Linked DNA regions of Mus musculus: region 1 is linked to region 2. The links are chromatin contacts, called in public promoter capture Hi-C maps. All regions are on one chromosome and are shown on one strand. Each heading gives the region's core, a stretch centred on a gene start, on an enhancer-like site or on the middle of the called end of the contact. The rest is flanking DNA. Distances are from core to core; before and after follow the strand shown. Region 1 overlaps Cerk (ceramide kinase). Region 2 holds the start of Trmu (tRNA 5-methylaminomethyl-2-thiouridylate methyltransferase).

Region 1 (2,700 bases), core at 121-2,620, 290 kb before region 2:
ACTCATGGCCGAGGCTGCCTGGCAAGCTGAGTGTAGAAGCATGAGAAAGTTGGCTGCTCTTGGCACATCCCAGCTGCAGCCTAGACAGCACAGGGCACAGCAAGACAGCATACCGTTCTTGGACCAGATGAGCTATGCCTAGCCCTGGCTTTCTTATTTCTTTCCCTTCAAAGCAGAAAGTTCCCTGAAGGGCAGCCTGTTGCCAGTGTCCTCATCACACAGGCTCGGGGCCTGCCTGGTCTGGGAAAAACTGCACTTCTCATCCCGGGTCTCTGTGAACCTTCTAACCTTGCTGGTAGTGTATGAGGACGTGTACCAGAGAAATATAGCATTCTATAGGAAAAGAAAGGGCCCAGAATTCCTGCCTGGCCAGCTGTTTGCCAGGGTCCCCCTCCTGTTCTCAGTTGCTGTGGTTGATGTCATCAAGTGTCCATGTGGCCATCCTGGTGTGTGGGCATCTCCCCGTACGGTCTAGACTGCATATCAGAGAACTTGTTTGAGGGGCATTCCACCCCAAGAGGTCCAGATGCCAGCTCCTTCAATACCTCTGAGTCACACAGTTCTCGCCACTGACCCCTGTGACTGACAGTCTCAGTTTCCTGGCACAAGGCATTGGATGTAGAGGTGGGGGTGTAGAAGATGTAGAGGTGCTGTGCAGGGATGGGGGGCCTGTTGGAAGCACAGCGCCACTGATGATAGCTCAGGTTTCTGATAGGTCATTTTTATCGAGCCGTTCTTCTTTGTCCACAGATCCTCATTCCTTCCCTTCCCTTAGCCCCGCCCAGTCCCTAGCAGGGAGATGCTACAATCTCCTACACCCTACATGACATTCCCATCATAGAGCCCCTCTCTCCTTGCATCCCTGACTCCTTGTCCCTCACTGCTTCTTGGCCTACCCTCTTCCTACTGTTGTTCTCTCCGGAACCACTAGCTCAATCACAAGATCTCCCCAGCCCCTCCCCCCCCCCACGCCAGGCCTGAGTCCCTCCTGACAGCTCATGTGACTTACCCTAGTTCAATGTTTTTCCGCCTCCCAATTCACCCATCCGGTTATGCTTGTGGGGATCTAAACAGTGCTGGTTTTAGAGCTTTTGTTCCCACCAAGGGACAATGCCAGTGTCACATGAGCCGTGGTGTGGCTTGTGTGCAACGGCAGCTGTGGAATGTACTGTGGGCTGCGTGGCTGTGTGGGGTCCCTGGTGCAGCATGGCCTTTGGGGTCTGGCCAGCAGAGCATGTGACATCAGGGACATTAGGACACTGTTCTCTCCTTTCTTGGTCTGAGACTCCCTCTGAATATGTAAGATGAAGCATGATTCGTGGGCACACTTTTAAGAGAGTTGTCCAACCGTCACTAGCACACTTTAGTTATTTTGTGATGTAACACGGTTGCCTCTTAGTCTTCTGAACATCAGATGCTTATCTCACTCCACGACTGTGCTTAGCAGCTGTGACTTCTGTCACCTGATTCTTAGGGACAGTCACAGTTATGAATAAGAGGCACTGGGAAATGCTTGAAGTCTGCCCTCAGTGGTCCTAGACTCAAAGCACAGGGGGCTTTATCAGAGGGTCACTGCCTCAGGTTTGTTCTGAGGACCTGATGTGAGCTTGGCAGGTGAGCCATAACAGCACAGAGATGTGCCTCTGTCACCTCCTGGTGTTGCAGGAAGGAGGCAGTCAGAGGTCGGGTGGGTACAGGGAGTGGGTGCAGGGTCACAAGCAGGGCAGGATTTGGAGGCGGCTCCATGAGGGCCAGGTCAACATCCCCAGAAATGGGGAAGATGGGTAAGTTGCAGGAGAAGGGAGGGGCCATGTCGGAGAATTGGCTGCTGGTGGCAAGCTACTTGCTATGTAGAAGGTGTCCAGATGTCTGTCACAGGGCCTGTCCTGAGTAACATCCTCGCAGGAGTAACGAGGAGCTGTGTGGGGTGAGGGAAGGGGAAGACTAGGGAAGGGAGAATTAGAAGCAGCTAAAAACTGAATTTCGGAGGCACAATGGTATAAAAATGGGAATCCCAGGAGGCAGCCACCTGTGGAATGCTGAGGGTGGCCCCAGACCCAGGGTGGGCACAGGGTCCACAAGGCAATGGGCTTGATCCTGCTCAGTTCAGCCCCTCCCAGTGTATGTGCCTCTGGGGATTCTGGGGGCATGACTACAATCCTTTCATGGCTCAGATCGAACCTTCCAGGTTCTGATGACCCAATTTCAATGGCACCAACTTGGGGAAAAATACTACCACAAAGGGATCACAGGTGCCACCACAGCATGGCCTGCTAATTTGGGTGCTGGCAGAGACGCAGGATTTTTTTAGCTAGACTGCAGGGTTGAGAGCCAACCTAGGAAGCCAGCAGGTAGCAATGTTCATCTGTACAAAAATACAAGGTGATTCATAAAGAAGCATTGGGAGTCCAGCCTGTGTTCAAAGAGGATGCTGTGTCTGTAATTGCCTCTGCTCCCCCTGACCGGCATAGCCTCAGCCCACAGCTTCTGTCGGAACCTGTTATTTCCCAAGGCTGCGTGCCCAGCCTAGAACTTTCTTTTGATCCAAGTTAAGTAATTACAGCATGCGTCAAGCAAGTTTAGACCAGTCTGCCTCTCTCTGAGCTACTGGGTTAGAGATTTTTAGTCACCAGGCATGACGGGGTACACCCATATGCACTCAAGAGGCTGAGGCAGGAGGATTGAGAGTCCATGGCTAAT
Region 2 (2,700 bases), core at 48-2,547:
GTCTACCATCAGGGGAAGCTGGGGCAGGAACTCAGGTCAGGAACCTGAAGGCAGAATTGAATCATAGGTTATAAAAGAATACTGCTTATGGGCTTGTTTCTTTGGCCTGCTCAGCCTGTTTTCTTATAAAACCTAGGACCACCTGCCCAGAGATAGCATTACTCCTAATGGAACGAGGCTTCCTACACCAATTATTAAGAGAAGGCCCCACTGACTAGCCTACAGGCCAGGGTGATGACAGTTTCTCAGCTGAGGTTCCCTCCTACCAGAGGACCCTAACATGTCACATAGTTTTAATGTGACATAAAAACTAGGCAGCAGTTGATCTCCCTTTAGTAGTAAAAGATAAATCTGTAAGAATGATGCCAACCTTTGCCACTTCCCAAAGCATCTAGTTACACAGTTCTCATTGGAAACCTTCAAAGACTCACACTGCCTACTCAACATTACCCCAAATTCCTTAATACCGTCAGCTTCACTAACCCCACTATATCCTATTCTGGCCGGCACTCTCTCCTCTGCCTCCTGCCTGTGTTACTGCAGCCAGTTCTTTGTAGAGAAATGCTTCCCTCTTCCTTTCTCACCATAGTACACACCTGTATCCTGTGGCTCTTTTACTCTGTCATAACAGCTGTGATTATAAAAGAATCGCTCCTGCTTTCCGATATATCTCACATTGTATAGCTAACCCTTTCAATACATACTGTGCCATTTAATCATTCCAGTCATCCCATATTACGGGTCATCCCATTTTTACTGGGGGGTGCTTAGTTAACTTGCCCAAGCCCAGGCTCCTGGCCCCGCGCCTCTGCACCCCGCGTGCCCCGGGGAAGATGATCCACGGCTGAGGGGGACTCCATTAAAAGCCGCCAAGGTGAATGCGGAGAGGTTGACACAAGGTGGGGCCACACAGCAGGAGGAATGTACACCGGTCGTTGGAATCAGATCCGAACCCTAAGGACCCATGAGGCTACATCTACAAGTCAGGAAGAACTGGTAGCTGTTCGGAGTGAAGTTTGTCATCCAACGAAGGAGAACACTGGAGTGATTTTGTCATTAGAGTTGGCGGTGTCCTCGCCTGGAGGCCCGCGGAGTCTGCAAAAGGCCAGGCCTCAGACCTGGAGGAGCCCAAGCTCCTGTCCCCAGTGAGGAACCCTGGCCTCACCTCTCCGCCGCAACAGCAGCGCCGCCACCGCGCTGTCCACACCGCCAGACAGGGCGCACACGACGTGCCGCAGCGCCGACATCAGGCTACACCGCGAGCTTTCTGGCTGCGTCCAAGCTACGCCGGAAGTCCCAGCCTCCGGGGGACGGGGGGGACGGGGGGGGGGGGCGTCCTCACTCTTCACCCGGCGGGAAACGTGCTCCGCTCACCCAGTGTTCTGCAGGCTTTTGGGTTCCGCGCGGCGGATCGGCCGAGGAGCACTAGGTGGCAGCATGTCCCAGATAGGCCAGCGATGAGTTGGTCGGGTCCGGCTTCTTAGCCACCACTCGCTGCCCTTGCGACGTTTTCTTCTGTGCTCAGCTGGCGCTCCTGGGTCAGCTGCACCAGGAACAGCCTCCGCTCGGGCTTGAGGTCTCAAAGGCGTTCCTGGGCACACACAAGGTCGAGATGCTGTGTCGGCCGCTGGCTCCTCCTGTTTACCCGCTGGAGGGACAGGGCTGTCAACACGTTCTCATTGGATTCTAGATGCTTGCGGGCCTGGCGGGTGCAGAGCCAGTGGAGGACAAAGCATAGTGGACCGTTGCTCAGTAAGGCTTTGCTAGCAGCTCAGTCAACGGGTTGGAGTAGGGGATGGGAGCGTAGTTAACCAGACCCAGACAGTAGCTGGGAAGGATGGGCCACGGAAGACTGGGAGAGTTTGGAGTCGCACCTGTTCATCCTGGTGCCTGTGATTTAAGAGTGTTTGTTTCGTGGGCCATTCTTGGAGGACGAACGAGCACTCTGCGGGGATCAGCTCTAACGAGTGGATGCTTTGGGGACCTCAGGCTGGAGCTGTGGCTCTTCCTGAATTGATTGTGGGGGGCCTCGCACATGACAGATGTTGAGTGGCTGCTGGAAGAAAATAGATACGAGTCCTGGGACAGAAAGAGAGAGAGAGAGAGAGAGAGAAGAGAGAGAGAGAGAGAGAGAGAGAGAGAGAGAGAGAGAGAGAGAGAGAGAGACAAAAGGGCAGGGGGTCATGTCTGTGGAGTGTTCTAGCCTTGAGGACCAGGACCTCCCTTCTTGGGTATGGGCATTTAGTATAGCAAATCTCACTTTTCCTACCAGAACCTATGATAGGGCCAACCACAAAGTAGCAGAAACCAGACAAACCTATGTTAGAATTTTTGTCTACTTGACACAAGCTAGGGGTGGGGGGACATCAATTGAGAAAATGCTTCCATTAGATTGGCCCTTAGACAAGTCTGTGAGATTTGTTGATTGATGTGAGAGCCACACCAGTGCAGGTGATCTTGGGTTGTAAAAGAAGGCAAACTAATCAAGCCATGCGGAGCAAGCCAGTAAGCAGTGTTCCTCCATGGCCTCTGCTTCAGTTCCTGTCAAAATTCCGTCTCTAACTTTCCTTCAGGTTGGTCTGTGATTCGGATGTGCAAACCACATAAATAAACCCTTTCCTCCCTGCGCTGCTGTTGGCCAGTATTTTCTTACACTAGAGAGAAAACTGGGGCGTTTCTTTTTCCTGCACAAGGTGTTTT

The links. Promoter capture Hi-C pulls out the DNA fragments that hold promoters and counts their contacts.
Region 1: a promoter capture Hi-C map of neural stem cells shows a contact between it and region 2. The contact joins the enhancer-like site here to the promoter of Trmu in region 2. A contact is called at or near these places in 7 of 39 promoter capture datasets (the C10 cell line, the HPC-7 cell line, cranial neural crest and 4 more), 1 of 15 datasets of contacts at CTCF or cohesin (the NIH/3T3 cell line), 13 of 115 datasets of contacts at active chromatin or transcription factors (the 230-238 cell line, the SCID.adh cell line, T-cell acute lymphoblastic leukemia and 8 more) and 3 of 9 other capture datasets (adipose tissue, embryonic stem cells and liver).

Annotation. Positions count from the first base shown.
Region 1 is chr15:86,167,076-86,169,775 of GRCm38.p6, reverse strand. All of the region lies in intron 1 of Cerk (ceramide kinase), which reads left to right. Among named protein-coding and RNA genes, the nearest start is that of Gm15569, 17 kb to the left of the region's middle. Within about 2 kb of position 1,370, at least 149 of the 459 cell types and tissues checked have an H3K27ac peak or open chromatin away from gene starts, as enhancers often do. A contact at or near this core is called in the HPC-7 cell line, the SCID.adh cell line, T-cell acute lymphoblastic leukemia and 6 more, where this site is marked.
Region 2 is chr15:85,877,924-85,880,623 of GRCm38.p6, reverse strand. Trmu (tRNA 5-methylaminomethyl-2-thiouridylate methyltransferase) reads right to left here and starts at 1,297. Exons shown (of 11, transcript NM_028063.2): 1 at 1,166-1,297. The coding sequence starts at 1,247.